2 separate regions of the Cricetulus griseus genome follow, and region 2 is linked to region 1. The links are chromatin contacts, called in public Hi-C maps. All regions are on one chromosome and are shown on one strand. The core of a region is the stretch at or near the end of the contact, and the rest is flanking DNA. Distances in the headings are between cores, read along the strand shown. Region 1 has its middle 37 kb from the start of Pcbp1. Region 2 holds the start of LOC103159269.

The links. A called contact is a pair of places that touch in the nucleus more often than the background predicts.
Region 2: a Hi-C map of liver shows a contact between it and region 1, with 4 times the contacts expected there. The contact joins the promoter of LOC103159269 here to the enhancer-like site in region 1. A contact is called at or near these places in 4 of 8 Hi-C or Micro-C datasets (the CHL-YN cell line, the CHO-K1 cell line, fibroblasts and 1 more).

The regions. Positions count from the first base shown.
Region 1 is chr8:58,241,959-58,249,900 of CriGri-PICRH-1.0, reverse strand. No RefSeq gene overlaps it. Among named protein-coding and RNA genes, the nearest start is that of Pcbp1, 37 kb to the left of the region's middle. Within about 2 kb of position 4,635, at least 2 of the 6 cell types and tissues checked have open chromatin away from gene starts, as enhancers often do. A contact at or near this core is called in the CHO-K1 cell line, where this site is marked.
Region 2 is chr8:58,279,950-58,287,891 of CriGri-PICRH-1.0, reverse strand. LOC103159269 reads right to left here and starts at 4,900. Exons shown (of 5, transcript XM_035449039.1): 1 at 4,882-4,900; 2 at 4,226-4,817; 3 at 2,811-2,872. The coding sequence starts at 4,900. Pcbp1 (poly(rC)-binding protein 1) reads left to right here and starts at 4,720. Exons shown (of 1, transcript XM_027428603.2): 1 at 4,720-6,323. The coding sequence starts at 4,899. The coding sequence ends at 5,969.

The DNA of each region.
Region 1 (7,942 bases), core at 3,386-5,885:
CTGTCAGACTGGGGTCAATGAGCTCCCACTTGCTCAGGTCAGCTGCTTCTGTGGGTTTCCCCAGCATGGTCATGACCCCTTTGCTCATCACTCCTCCCTCTCTACAGCTGGAGTCCAGGAGTTTGGCTCAGTGCTTAGCTGTGAATCTCTGCTTCCATCAGCTACTGGGTGAAGGCTCTAGGATGGCATTTAAGGTAGTCATCAATCTCATTATAGTGAAAGGGTATTTAAGGCAGCCTCTCCACTATTGCTTAGATTCATCCTAGGACCCCGACTAAGGGGAAAGGGACAAGATCTCCTGAGTAAATTGGGAGCATGGGAGAAGGGGGGAGGTAGGTAGGAGAAAAAGGAGGGGAGAAGGGGAAGGAGAAGGAGAACATGAGGGATCAGGAAGGTCGAGTTGGGGGAAGAACAGAGAAGGAGAGCAAGGAAGGAGACACCTTAATAGAGGGGGCCATTATGGACTTAATGAGAAACCTGGCACTAGGGAAACATCTTGAATCTTAAGAGAGAAAGAAGACAGGTGGTGGTGCTTTTAATGCCAGCACTCAGGAGGCAGAGGCAGAGGCAGAGGCAGGTGGATGTCTGTGAGTTGAGGCCAGCCTAGTCTACAGAGTAAGTTCAGGACAGCCAAGGCTACACGGAGAAACCCTGACTAGAAAAACAAAAGAACAAGTAAACAACAACAACAACAAACAACAAAACACAGAAGGATGGAAAAATGGAAACAAAACAAAATAGAAAACCCAGAAACAGCCGGGCGGTGCTGGCACATGTCTTTAGTCCCAGCACTGTGGATCTCTGTGAGTTTGAGACCAGCCTGGTCTACAAGAGCTAGTTCCAGGTCAGTCTCCAAAGCCACAGAGAAACCCTGTCTCAAAAAAAAAAAAACAAAAACAAAAACAAAAAACAAAACAAACAAACAAAAACTGTTTCGAGAAAAACCAGAAACAAACTGTGGGGCAAGGTCCAGATCTTGTCCCAGGGCTCCAGTCCCCTAGGTCAGAGTAATAGACCAAGTCCATCTTCTGGAATCCAGGGGCCCCTCCCTGGAATGCTGTTTGCTATTTGAAGACTAGCTCAAAAAACACTGGTGTGATAAGGGGTAGGTAGGATCTTGTGAGGGGCAGTCAGAATGCTGCTGTGACCTGACAAGTTAGCAAGTGAGCCTCAAAGGCAAGGTGGCTTGGTGGCAGAGCCTGCAGAGGACAGCCAGAGGGAGTAGGTGTCTCTAAGAAGCTGTAGTTACAGTCAAGCAAGCTGTAGCTCTTCTGCTGCTGTCCCTGGGGAGGGAAGCCGGTTGTTAGCAAACAGGACTCCTGGCTATCCCTTTATATGGGCACACAGTAACCAAGCAATTACAAAGGACTGTCAGACTGTGCAGCAGATGGAAGAGATGCCCAGGGAGCCTTCTCTCTTTACAGCGTCAGGGAAGCGTTCAGTTAATCAAGGTCCTGCAGGAACTGGGGTTAGAGCCCCAGCAGGTCAGCAAGTGGTCCAGGTTGGAGCTCAGGTAAGGAGAACGAGGCCAGAGCTTGCCAGGAAGCCTGTCTGGCCAAGCAGCACTACGGGGTACTGGCGGGTTGGAGGCAGGCATCTTGCAGACCTGTGATGCAAGACCAGGAAACAAAGGGATTGGGACACCAGGGGCCTCCTGTGCTCACCAGGGTTGCTTGGTAAGAGCTTAGAGCAGAAGGCAGGGGGCAGAGTGCCCGCCTGAGAGTGCAACTAAAGCATAACACCATGTGTTTGTGATGTGTGTGGTGCATGAGACTGGGTGGTGTGTTAGCTGTATGTGTGTGTTGTGTGGTTAGCGTCTGTACACGCTGTTTCTGTGTGTCTTCTGTCGTGTGGCCGCGTGGAGGTCGCGCAGACACTGCGTGTTTGCTGTGAGGCCCTTTGCGTGCTCACAGCGGGACGGTGGAGGCTGAGGAAGAGCCCGTGGGATCCTCAACGCTCCTGGAGTAAACTGGGTGGTACAGAGCCAGACCTGCAGGATGGGTGTAGCACGGGACGCAGAAACTCAGCCTGTGTGCACACAAAGACGCTTGCGCCTGCGCTGTGCCCTTCCGGTCCCGCCCGGAGCCCTGAGCCCCTCCTCTCCTCGGCAGCATTTGTTGCCCACTTCCTTGCTCTTGCGTTTACCATTAGGAATTTGCCCTGCCTACATAGCATGAGTGCATGGGAGCTTGCAATACTTGCTCTTGTTCAGGCTCATCTTACTTAGTCCAATGTTTCATCTATGTTTTTCGAGGTAGGGTTTCTCTGCGGTTTTGGAGGCTCGGGTTGTTGTAACATTTGACAAGACAATTCCTTAAAAAATATACTGTGGCGCTGGGCAATGGTGGCACACGCCTTTAAACCTAGCACTCGGGAGGCAGAGTCAGGCGGATCTCTGTGAGTTCGAGACCAGCCTTGTCTACAACGGTGCCAGGACAGCCAGGACTACACCGAGAAACCCTGTCTCGAAAAACAAACAAAAAAGAAAGGTGGCTTTGTCCAATTTAATGAAGCCTTTGTGGTTCTAGTACTGAGGTAAACTGTCAGCACATGCTTAGCCTCTCATGGTTTGAGCGGTCTTGGCAGGAGCGGGAACTCTGGCCAAAATTCTGTGGGTGACTTTTCCCCTATTTCTATTTCTCCCTCTTGTTTTTGATTTTTCAAGATAGGATTTCTCTGTGTAACAGGCTGGCTGTCCTGGAACTCACTCTGTAGACTAGGCTGGCATCAAACTCAGAGATCCATCTACCTCTGTGTCCCGAGTGCTGGGATTAAAGGCGTGTGCCACCACTGCCTTTGTGAGCACATGCTTTGATCACAGTACACAAGAGGCAGGCAGATGTCTGTGTGTTTGAGGCAAGCATGGTCTACACGGTAAGTTCCAGGACAGCCAGGGTTAAACAGTGAGACAATGACTCAAAACATCAACAAAAAAAAACCTTTCTTGACCAGGCTTTTAATCCCAGCACTTGGAAGGAAGGCATAAACAGGTGGATCTCTGTGAGTTCAAGGCCAGCCTGGTTTACAAAATGGAGAACCAGGACAGCCAGGGATGTTACACAGAGAAACTGTCTAAAAAAAAAAAAAAAAGAAAGAAAACAAAACAAGTCTTTCCCATAGCTGTTTTTGAAATAATACATTTGTTATCTGTGATCACATAACTTGCCCCTGCATACACAACTTTCCCTTGTACAATCACTCCCAAATTAAAGACTCCCAAATTCAAAGGGGAGGTATATACTAATTTGCTTGTTGTTTCATACAAACATTTGAAAGCAAAATTAGAGCAATCTTTTGTTTTGTTTAGACACACATCTTAGGGTGCCCTATGTCCCTTTTTATGCAGCCCTTGGTGGTTTCCAACTTCCTGCTGCTCTTAGCAGGACCGTTTCATTTCTGGACAGCCAGCACTTTTTCCCTGACTTGGGAAACCCCAGAGCAGTTGAGCTGGGAAGCCTTTCTGAAGTTGATGGTCAACAGTCCTCTGCTTGCCCTTTACTCTCCTTTTCCAGAAAAACCTGGAGAGCTCTATGTTTTCCTCTCTCCTCTGCTGGTGTCATCTTCCTGCAAGGCCATCCAACCTCTCTGCCACTCTGCTGCTGATCATTGTCTCTAAAAAAACCAAAACGACACAAAAATCTCCCACATTTTCACAGAATCTACAAACCTCATATTTGTCCAACTCCTGGCCTAGAGTAGAGTGTCCCCTGTGGACAATTAAGCAGGATAAATCAGTTTTAAGACACAGTTCTTTGGTTTCCTTTTGCCGACTCAATCAACTGGGAATGCCGATCCTCATAAAATATCTGGCACAGTGGAGAGTCCCCTGGGGCAGGTCAGTTTGTGTGAGAGTCTAGCCTCCTAGAGGGCCCCAGTAAATTTCCATTCAGTATTTCAGAGACTGGATCCACATGGGATATGCATTTACAGCTGTCTGAGGCCGGGAGTTGGGGACAGAAACTTGAGACTCAATTCCTGCTCTGAGAGCTCTGTGAGGATTGTTCTGATGCCTTCAGTTGACTATTATTTGTCTGGAGTACTTTGCTAAGAAAAATAAAATAAAAATCCATTTTCTTTTTCTTTTTTGGGGGGGTGGTTCGAGACATAGTTTCTCTGTGTAGCTTTGGAGACTGTCCTGGGACTTGCTCTGGAGACCAGGCTGGCCTCGAACTCACAGAGATCCAACTGCCTCTGCCTCCCGAGTGCTGGGATTAAAGGTGTGCGCCACCGCCACCACCACCAGGCTCCACTATTTCTTTCTAAGACCAGGTGTCACTATGTAGTCCCAGCTGTCTGGAACTCACTGTGTAGGTAGGGCTGTCCTAGAACTCACAGAAATCTGCCTACCTCTGCTTCTTTGCACCTCTTCTTAGTGTTTTGGGGGAAATAGCTTTCATACCGCAAAGATCACAGATAGCTGAAGTATAAACTCTAAGTCACACAATCTTTGGTAACTCATTAAACCTCTCCAGTGTTAATTTAGCCCTGACAGGCATAGCTTGTGGCTTTTAGTTTTCCTTAGCTACAATTCTTGTTAATAATGCATGTGACCTGAGACCTCTACCAGGTGTGCTCCATGTGGTCTGTCTGAAAACAAGTTGCTTTCACAGATGCTAAGTGTTGCCAGACCTCAGACATTTACAACAGCCCTTGGACTCCTGAGAGGATGTGCCCCAGTGCTTCCTTCCCTCGAGTGCTGTTAGAGTGCTGAGGACAAAGAGCAGAGGACCCTGGAGGCTCCCCAGCACATGTGCAGGGCCTAGCAAAGCCAAGGCACTTCCAAGGAAGTGACTTGCACTCACCCACACAAAACTCATGGACAGGAAGAAAGAACCTGGTGTTACTCAGGTTTCCTGTCAGGACATCCTGGCTTGAGACACTGAAAAAGTTAACTCAAAGATGTCAGAGGTGGCCTTGTGGAGACACACCGAATCTTTCAAGTTTACAAAATAGAGTTCAACAGCAGGTATTAACCCTTAGTCCCATCCCAGTCCCTTCTAGCTTGATATGGTGCCCAATGCTGGTAATTCTAGGACTGGGGAGGATGAGGCAGGAGGACCCTGAGTTCTGGGCCAGCCTGGGCTACACATTGAGACCCTATTTACAAGCCAACCAACCCAAAATCAATCAAATAAAAACTAAGCTAAACAAAGCCATCTGGTAAGGACTGTTTTTCTTTCATGATGGCATAATCTAGACTCAGGAGCCTGGTTGAAGGATGTGTGTGGATTTTGAGTTGATCTGACTGTGTTAGAGTCATGGACCACATTTGTCCTGAGGATGTGGAAAACCTGGGTCCAAGCCTCCCTGAACGTGTGGTGACTTTCCACACCTGTGGGGCCTGCATGCCACACATGGTAAAGAGCAGTGTTTGGTTGTTCACTATGCAGGATGAGTAAAGGGCCTGGGGTGCTGGGACCAAGGGTGATCGATCCACTTTGGGCTTGTCAGGCAAGTGCAGGCAAACAGACAGGGCTCACCTACTCATTTCCCCGGTCACAAATCACAACTTCAGCAAATATCACAAACACGCCTAGGCTTTGAGCACTGTGGGAATCACAAAGGTGAGTGAGCAAAGTTCACTGTCTTCTCTTTTTGGGGGGAGGGGGGACAGGGTTTCTCTGTGCAGCCTTGGCTGTCCTGGAACTCATTCTGTATGTAGATCAGGCTAGCCTTGAACTCACAGAGATCCTCCTGCCTCTGCCTGCTGAGTGCTGGGGATGAGATCCAGGGCTTCATGGATGCTAGGAAAGTAAATTGTGCCCCTGCTCCACTGAAGGGTGTAAGCAAGGGAACAGCATGAACTTGAAACAAGGATCTCAGTGGAATGTTTGTCTTAAAGACAAGGCCATGGGTTCAAATCCTAACACCCCAAATTTACAAAACAGACAGTTATGGTAAGGGAGGAGTGGATACAGGAAGACCAGCTAAGCAACAGTCCAGAGAAAGGATGCAGCTGCTGAATTAAAGCAGTGCTAGTAGGAAGAAGTGGCTTACAGTAGTCATCAGGTCAGCAGTGTGTTATCGAGAGACAGCTTCCACTTTAGGCAAGTATGGCTGCTTTGGTGGTCTCTCCGAGTGCTACCCAGACATGTGTTTAAAGCACTCTGGTTACCCTGCACATGTGCTCTGGTCCTCAGGCTTCGTGTTTCTGTGGTGTGGGAAACCACAGAAACAGGTTCCTACACATGTTCTTGGGTGATTTTCAGGCAGTTCTCTGTGCAGTGGAAGCAAGCAGGGACAATCCTGTTTATGTAAGGGTACCATTAACTAACTTACTAAAGTGGTCAGCAAGATGGGAAGGGAAGGGCCCAGCAGCATCTCTTTACACAATGTCTCAGCCTGAAGGACCAAGAGAGATGAGTCTAAGCCTTATGCGCAGAGGAAACCAGAACTTCATGGCAGAAGAGCTAGAAAAAGGCAGAGGGAGAGCTCAGTTGAGTCGGCTAGGATCCCATCTTCCAGCTCCCCTTCTGATAGGAGGCCAGGATATTTCTTCCAATCTTCAGCTAGGTAAGTTACTAGGTAGAGCTCAGCAGACAGTCCTCCACATGCTGTGCAGACTCATGCTCATTCCCTAACCACTCGGCTTCAAAGAGAGCATCTGGGACCACAGTTCAGCAGTCCTACAGGTTAGTGTAGATAACCTGATGCTGGGCTGGGCACCTCTTGGCTTTGTAGCAGGATCTGTTGACACTAGGATTTACATTATCCCATATTTGATCTTTTGTGCTTTGTCCACAAACCTTTACTTCCTTGACTGTGTAAAGGTGATAAAATGTCTGTGGAATGGCACCGGTGTTCATATTGGAATGACAGACATTACAGTTTGGAAGACAGCATCAGAAGAGGCAGGTAAGGTGAGATGGCCTTCCTGGCACAGGCTGCCGAGAACCTGTCAAGGAAGTACATGGGTTCCCTGGGCCCCACAGCCACACTGTCTCAGTGCTGACCTCCTCCCTCCATGTTCCCAGCCCCATACCCTGGGCAGGAACATGCTTCCTCAGCTCTTGTCCTGCTCACCCCTGCCACAGCCCACAAGGTGACACTCATTCTCACAGAACTTGTGTTCACACAGAGTGAAATTTCCTTTTCCTGTCACTATACCTAGCTTTCAGGGAATGTGCTCCAGTTGGAGATCTTGACTTATTTTTTCCTCAGTGAGTCATCCTTATAAATTTATCTCTAGAGATAACATGGTCAGCTCCCCACCCATCTCATAAAGGCCATGGGGCTTCTTTATTTCTATATTTATTCACACAAAATTCATGTAAAATTTGAAATAAAACCACAGGAGCCAAGTGTGTGCTCAGCATCCTCTGTCCTGCGCACAGCCTGCAGCTGTGGGGCTGCCTAAGGTATATGGGAGCTGGTCTGCCCCAGTGGATGCTCATGCCTCTGACTTCCTGAGGCTGCAGTCAGGTGTGCAGAGTACCTTTGAAAATCTGCAAGAAATTGTGACCTGGTCATCATGCCCACCCATACTGAGTTGCAGAACCAGGAGCTTGGAGCTGTGGTTGTGTGGTGTATGTACAAGCTCCCTATCCTGGGCTGAGTGTGGAGCATGAACAGAGCATGCACAAGGCCCTGGGTTCATTCTCTAGCATTGCAGAGAGAGGCAGAGGTTCCCAGCTGGCTAGAAGGTCCCTATTTCAAAGGAACAGGGTTACAAGCACTGATGAATGTGCTTTGAGCTAGCCTTGAGCTAATTACACTGTTGATGTCCTTGCACTTCTGATCCTTCTGGTTCTACCTTCTCAGCATGGGGATCACAGGTGTGTGCCACTGGGTACAGTTTACGGGGTGCTGAGAGTCTAACCCAGGGCTTTGTGCATGCTAAGCAAACACTCTTACCAATCCTGGGCTACAATCCTTTGTCCTCTACCTTGTTGCCTAGGCTGATCTCAAACTTAGTGGTTGTGCCCCAGCCTCCAGAGCACTG
Region 2 (7,942 bases), core at 3,651-6,150, 38 kb before region 1:
AAAGATCCTCCTGCCTCTGCCTCCAGAGTGCTGAGATTAAAGGTTTAGACCACCAAGCCTCCCTCTATTGCCTGACTTTTTAGTGCTTATTAATATTTTAAATTCCTTTAATCTACTCTGTCACCATTCAAGAAGAGACACCCAGCAAAATCCATCTGTAGTTTAGAGGTTCAACATATAGCTTCTCAACTCAAATGGCCTAGACTGAAGTCCTTTACCTCTGTAAAATGGAAATATTACCACTCTCTTCAAGTTCTGAGAGATTAAACATGTGCATCTGTCATAACCTACTTATGGGCTTTAATTACTTTAGTTATAATGGCTCTTATTTTCTTTGAATATAAAGAAACAGGCAGAAATTTCCAGAATATTCCAAGTAGTAATGATATTTTATAATAGTTTTGTTATATATGTGTGTGCCTATGTGAGTGATATAAACTTATTTCTTTGACAGGCGGTAGTGGCACACACGTTTAATCCCAGTGCCTCAGGGGGGCAGAGGCAGGTGGAGCTCAAGGCCAGCCTGGTCTACAGAGTAAATCCCAAGACAGTCAGAGCTACACAGAGAAACCCTGAGTCAAAAAACCAAAAAGAAATTTTTTTCAATGCTTCCCTTTTCAAAATGTGATAAGCATTGAATTAAAGCACCCAATAATGCTTGTAAGTGCCTAGCACACACTTCATGCTATCTATTATTGTCATTGCTGATATTGTGTACCTATAAAGCTGTTTGCACAATTAAGTAAAATAATGTTAATCTGGAATGTTTGACACATCATCTCACTGTAAATCCAAACACAAAGCTCTTCTCTCCCTGATGCCCACAGTCAAAGGCACTTAGGTGCATGTTTGTTGCTTGGCACACTACCAGTTACATTGAGGAGTCCACAGATTATGAAGGATTGGAGCCAGGCAAAATCACTTATTTTATCTGCTAAGGTATTGGGATGGGGAAGCCAGAAAACCACCACAAGAGTAACTGAGGAAAGTGAGCCATACAGAAAATGCTTGCTCCCCTGAAGCCACGTAGATAAAGATATGCCAGAGGAGGCCAGGTTAGCAGATACTTGAACTTTTGGACAAGACTCAATCACTTCCATTTCCAGTCCTCATCCAGAGGCTTCTTAAATAATATTTGAGCCTAAACGTCACTAATGTTAGAATAAAGCTTGAGTGGGGGTCCATGCAGACGAGGATAACAGGGGGGGGGGGGGGGAGACACGACATCTGGGACAGGACAAACATGCCAGACAGAAAGAGCTTAGTGAGTAGTTTTATTAGAAAGGGAATTTCGGGGAAGAAAGAGAAAAGAGTTAAGACACACAGAGAGGACAGAAGAGAAGAGGGACACAGGAAATGTCCTGTCTGCCCCAGGGGAACTTCAGGAAGGCAGAGGAAAGAGAGAGCATAAGTGGACTGGGGTCTTTCTTTTAAAGGGGACCTTTGCACCACACAACGCAATCATGGAACCCTGGGCTGACCACGGTACTGTCTGAGTGCACTCTGCCAGGCGGCAGGGGCAGGCCAGCATCATGTCTGAATCCTTACAACTAACACCAGAAAAAACTGGAAGGCACTAAACACACAAGTAGGGGCTATCGATTCAGCAATTGGTTATCTTTTAAAAATGACATGCTGGCTGGCAGTGGTGGCCCAAGCCTTCAAACCTTTAATCCCAGAACCTGGGAGGCAGAGGTAGAAGGAAGGATCTCTATGAGTTCTAGGCCAGCCTGGTCTACAGAGGTAGTTCCAGGACATCCAGGCCTACACAAAGAAACCCTGTCTTCAAAAACCAAAATAAATATAAATAAAATGACTAGCTCGCCAGCAGTAGTGACACAGGCCTTTAACCCCAGAACTGGAAGGCAGAGACAGGTTCAATCTCTGAGTTCAAGGTCAGCCTGGTCTACAAGAGTGAGCTCCAGCTGGGTGTTGGTGGGGCATGCCTTTAATCCCAGCCCTCAGGGAAGCAGAGGCAGGCGGATTTCTGCAAGTTCTAGGCCAGCCTGGTCTACAAGAGCTAGTTCCAGGACATCCTCCAAAGCCACAGAGAAACCCTGTCTCGAAAAACAAAAGAAAAAACAAAAACAAAACAAAACAAAACAGTGAGCTCCAGGACAATCCTATGGGGGGGGGGCACCGAAAACAGCATTTAAATTCTTTCTTTTTGAAACAAGGTCTTGCTATGTAGCCGGTTGGTCTCAGAAATCTACCTGTTTCTGACTCCCCAGTGCTAGTTGAAAGGTTATCATGTCCTGTAACATTTACATTCTATAATCCTGCCAGTGGGAAGTTATTCTTTTGTTTAGAACGAAGAAAAGAGAAATGCTGAGACATAAGACATGTTGACTAGTTTATTATAGGGGCCCAGCAGAGTAGGGAGACTAAGAGAAGAGGAACAGGGGTAAATGGCTGACCGCCATGGCCAGTCGCCAGAGAGACAGACAGGGGGGGGGGGGTGAAGAGAGAGAAAGCAGAGAGCATAAAGGGGTCCTCTGCACCTGCGTGCACTTAGTTCCCATGGTAACAGACTTAGTTCCACCAGGTAACAGGGGCAGGCCAGCATAATGCCTGAACCTTTCAGGTAGCATATGCCTATTAATTCCAGTATCTAAAAGGATGAGACAGGAGGATCCAGAGATCAGGGTAAGCTGGGCTTCATAGTGACTTTGCACTGAAAAACACACGGGCTGAGAATGTGGAGTTTGGCAAATTTAAGACCCTATGTCTTAAGACCCTCCAGCTCTGCAAAAAAATAAAAAAATAAAAAAACAACTGATTTAAATAAAAAATCTGCAACAGGTGCTCACCAGTAAGGAAATCAGAAGGATATGGATTCCATTCGCCATAATCTCTCTGCGTTTGTCTTACTCTGTTGGGGGGTAAAAAAAAAAAAAAAAAAAAAAAGAGAGAGAAAGAGAAATAAATGCCCACTTCACATCAGGGGACTGTGATTAAAAAAAAAAAAATGTAGTGAAATGTTTAGAATGGAATCTGAATTGACCTACAATCACCATCGGTTCCTCTTGACTATCAAAGTGGACATAACTGCGAACTTGCGGGTCACTGGACAGTGGAATGAGTCACTGGCATTCTAATGGCTTAACTATAAAATTTTTAATCACTTAACACCACAACCTGTTCAAGGTCTAGAAAAACAGATGCCTGGGTACTTGGCTAGGTGCTGCAAACACACCTGCCGGCCGTTATCCAATTTAGGGAAAAAAAAAAAAAAAAAAAAAAACTCAACGTTAGGCCTGCCTTCTAGTTATTCACACGCCCAACAAAGGAGGCGGAGGACGTAGATTTCTGCCCACAAACTCCCAAAAGCGGCCTGCCATTTCCTCCTGACCGGACGTGGGGAAGGATTGAGAATGATCAGACACCACGTTCTAGAGCTTTCGGACCCACCCCAATTTCTCGTTGGCGACACGTGTCGCCATTTTGTTGGGAAACATGGCTGCCGGCCTTCCCCACTGTGGGGATGAAAGGGGGCGGAGGAGCGCCGGGTTAGCCCTTTCTCTGAGGCATTAAACACATTCGCACGACCTCCTCTAGTCTGGCCATGCCCCTGGGGCCGGGAGAGGGCAAGGCAGCGTCTCGATGGCCATTTCCCGGCGTGAGGAACTCGGTCAGGGAGACCTCCCAAGATGGCGGCGGCGGCGGCGGCGGCGGGGCCGGGCCGGGGCCGGGCCGGGGGTTGGCCGCCTCCACAGAGCGTGGTCGTGCGGGGCCACGCCGGCCGCCTCGGCGCGCACTCCTGCTCTAAGGTCCGCGGCGGCTGCCGCGGGAGACGCGACGCAAGGGCGGGAGGTGGGGCTTCTGAGGGCTTCACGGACACAGGCCAACAAAACGCAAACAAAGCATTATGTAAATGGACGCCATTCTCCTCGCGGCCCTGTGCCTAACTAACACTTGCCCAAACCCCCACAGCTGCCGCTCGCCCGCTCGCCCGCCCGCCGGAGCGGCGCATGCCGGGGTAGGCGCGTCTCAACTCTTTCTGCGCACCGGACGCGGCCACCGGACTGAGGCCAAGGTGGGGGTTGGGACGAGGCGCCCGGACGCCGGGGACGAAGAGGCCCCACGTGCCCACCAGAGCGCGTGCTCGCCCGCCCGCCCGCCGGGCCGCGCCTCGCCTCGCCGCCCCTCCCCCCCGGAAGACGCCGTGGGCCTCGCTCGGCCCCCCCTCGCCCTTGCGCATGCGCCTGGGCCACCTCGCGCGCACGTTTTAAACCCGCGGCGTCCCCGGCTACCGCCTGCAGTGGCTTCCGCGGATGCCTGTATCGCTCCGCGCTCGAACTCATCGGCGGGGCGGGCGGGCGAGCGGCGCCCGTCTCCGTCACAAAACAATAAGTTTCGCAGCCCCCTGCCGGTGCCGCCAGAGTTCATAAAGCACGTGCTCCCTCTCAAACCCTGCCGGGTCCCCAGGTGCGCCCTCGCTGTGCGTTTCCTCGCCTCCCGCCGAGCCACCGGGCTACTTTTCTCAAGTGCCGCGCGCGCGCTGGCGCAGTCTTGTGACCTAAAAAAAAGCCGGTCCTCTTTTTTTTTTTCTCTCTCTTCTCCTAGGGGTCCTGCGCGGCAAGTACTTCCGGGGTCAGAGGGTACGCGGGGTTGAAAGCGGGCTTCCCGCCCCGCCCAGACCGCCGAGGCTGCCGCCGGAGTCGCCACCGCCGCGCCCTCGCCCACCCGCCCGTCCGCCGTTCCCGGCCCCGCTCGCCCCCGCCGCCGCCGCCGCTCGCCTTGCGACGCCGCCGCGGCCTCCCTCCCGCGCCCGCCCGCTCCCGCGGCCCCCGCTCGCTCGCGCCGGCAGTTCGGGCCTACTCCTCCCCTCCCCCGCCAGCCGCCCAGGACTTGACCACGTAACGAGCCCAACTCCCGAACGCCGCCCGCCGCTCGCCATGGACGCCGGTGTGACTGAAAGCGGACTCAACGTGACTCTCACCATTCGGCTGCTGATGCACGGAAAGGAAGTAGGCAGCATCATCGGGAAGAAAGGGGAGTCGGTGAAGAGGATCCGCGAGGAGAGCGGCGCGCGGATCAACATCTCGGAGGGGAACTGCCCGGAGAGAATCATCACGCTGACTGGGCCCACCAATGCCATCTTTAAGGCCTTCGCCATGATCATCGACAAGCTGGAGGAAGATATCAACAGCTCCATGACCAACAGCACGGCGGCCAGCAGGCCCCCGGTCACCCTCCGGCTGGTGGTGCCCGCCACCCAGTGCGGCTCTCTGATCGGCAAGGGCGGCTGCAAGATCAAGGAGATCCGCGAGAGCACGGGGGCCCAGGTCCAGGTGGCGGGGGATATGCTGCCCAACTCGACCGAGCGGGCCATCACTATCGCCGGCGTGCCGCAGTCGGTGACCGAGTGTGTCAAGCAGATCTGCCTGGTCATGCTGGAGACGCTCTCCCAGTCTCCGCAAGGGAGAGTCATGACCATCCCGTACCAGCCCATGCCGGCCAGCTCGCCGGTCATCTGCGCGGGCGGCCAAGATCGCTGCAGCGACGCGGCGGGCTACCCCCACGCCACCCACGACCTGGAGGGACCACCTCTAGACGCCTACTCGATTCAAGGACAACACACCATTTCTCCGCTCGATCTGGCCAAGCTGAACCAGGTGGCAAGACAACAGTCTCACTTTGCCATGATGCACGGCGGGACGGGATTCGCCGGAATTGACTCCAGCTCTCCAGAGGTGAAAGGCTATTGGGCAAGTTTGGATGCATCTACTCAAACCACCCATGAACTCACCATTCCAAATAACTTAATCGGCTGTATAATCGGGCGCCAAGGCGCCAACATCAATGAGATCCGCCAGATGTCCGGGGCCCAGATCAAAATTGCCAACCCAGTGGAAGGCTCTTCTGGAAGGCAGGTCACTATCACCGGCTCGGCTGCCAGTATCAGCCTGGCCCAGTATCTCATCAATGCCAGGCTTTCCTCTGAGAAGGGCATGGGGTGCAGCTAGAACAGTGTAGGTTCGCTCGTAACCCCCTTCTGCTGTTTTCCCATGATCCAACTGTGTAATTTCTGGTCAGTGATTCCAGGTTTTAAATAATTTGTAAGTGTTCAGTTTCTACACTTTATCATCTGCTAAGAATTTAAAAAGAAAATCACATTCTCTGTTCAGCTGTTATTGCTGGGATCCATATTTAGTTTTATAAGCTTTTCCCTGTTTTTAGTTTTGTTTGGGTTTTTTGGCTCATGGATTTTATTTCTGTTTGTCGATAAGCAATGTAAGAGTGGAATGTTAATAAATTTCAGTTTAGTTCTGTAATGTCAAGAATTTAAGAATTAAAGAAAGTGGATTGGTTAAAAAATGCTTCGTATTTGAAAAAGCTGGGAATTACTTATCTTAAACTCTCCCGTTGGAGCTCTTCTTTTCCCCTTCCCTTCCCCTTTTTTAAGTATGGGGTTCGTGGAGGCCGGAGGGATAAGGGTGGGCCGCGCTTGTTATCCTTTGCAATCTTTCCTTGCCTTATCGGTAAGATTCCGTTCCCTCTGCCCCAACAAAGGAATGGCAGGTTGGGCCTGCTTTGGGATGTTTTTAGACGTGGTCTCTTCCTGGGAGTGACATGTCTCCAACTTAAGTTTCAGAGAGAGGCCTCTGCCTGTTTCTCTGGTAGAAAATACGGGGTTTTCTCAGGTGGAAAAACTGCCCATTCAGTAGGACAGGATGAATGGAGAGCACCCTGTCGTCTAGCCAGTGGTTCCCCTACCCCCATCCACAGTCGAAACTTGGCCAGAACAATAAAATGTTCTGGGGAAGGGTTGTGGGGGGTGGGCAGGGCCTAGGAGGAATGGGGAAACACAGGGTGGGAAGGAGGGCCACAGCTGCAGAGGGATTGGAGGATCTTGGGTCACGTCTGGGATGGCACCAGCAGAAGGACCACGTGGGGAGCATGCACCTGTGGCAAGGAGCCTGTCAGAATGTTACACCTGTCAAGTAAGGGGCCGAGAAACAAAAGGGTATTTTTCTGATTTTCCTCAGCTGTGTACAGTGTTTAGCTAATTATCGAAGGAAATAATCCTAAGTGGTACAGTCCTCCCAGGAATGTAGACCAACCAGGGGTGTTAAAATGCAGCTTCCTGAGTCCCACTGCACAGAAAACTGCATCTTTAACACCCACTAAAAAGATCTCTGGGAGTTTATCTTCAAATTGAGATCAGCTGTGGCAAAGGCCTAGTAACCAAGACCCTATCGGCTGAGTCTAGGAAGGACCCCAGAGCAAAAGAAAAAGTGTGTACTAGACACAACAGTAAGACAATTGAGGTGCCTAAGTGGCCAGTTCAAAACCAGGCAGAGGAACCCCTATGGGAGGTCATCCACCGTGGCATGGGCCTGGGGGGGTCCCTGCAGATGAAACTTCCATGCACTGCTTTGGGGCATGCTGAAGGAGTCCAGGTTATAGAATAGACTAGGCTCTGCCACTTGTGGCCTGGAGCAAAGCACTGAAAGTTGAAGGTGTTAGAAGAACACACTCCCTGAGCTGGGGACAAAAAAAACAGTTTTAGAACACAATAAACTAGATGGCAGATGGCCTATTTCTGGGAGTAGGGATTGCCTAGCATACATGGGCAGAGAAAACCTGATTAAAAGATAAGAACAAAACAATGTATACTAGCCAGGTGGGTGTATAACTTTAATCCCAGGAGGCAGAGGCAAGCAGAACTTGAGTTTGGGTTCCTTACATAGTTCCAGGCCAGCCAGGCCAGCTACATAGAGGCCCTGTGTCAGGAAAAGGGAAAAGGGAAAAAAGAAAAAAATAAACGCCAGGTGGTGGTGGCACACTCGTTTAACTTCAGTACGCTGAAGTTTGAGGCTAGCCTGATCTACACAGTGAGTTCCAGGACAGCCAGGGCTACACAGAAACCATGTCTTGAAAAGCCAGAAAAGGGCAAAAATGTGTACTAAGCTTGGCTGAGTGACCAGGAGGGGCA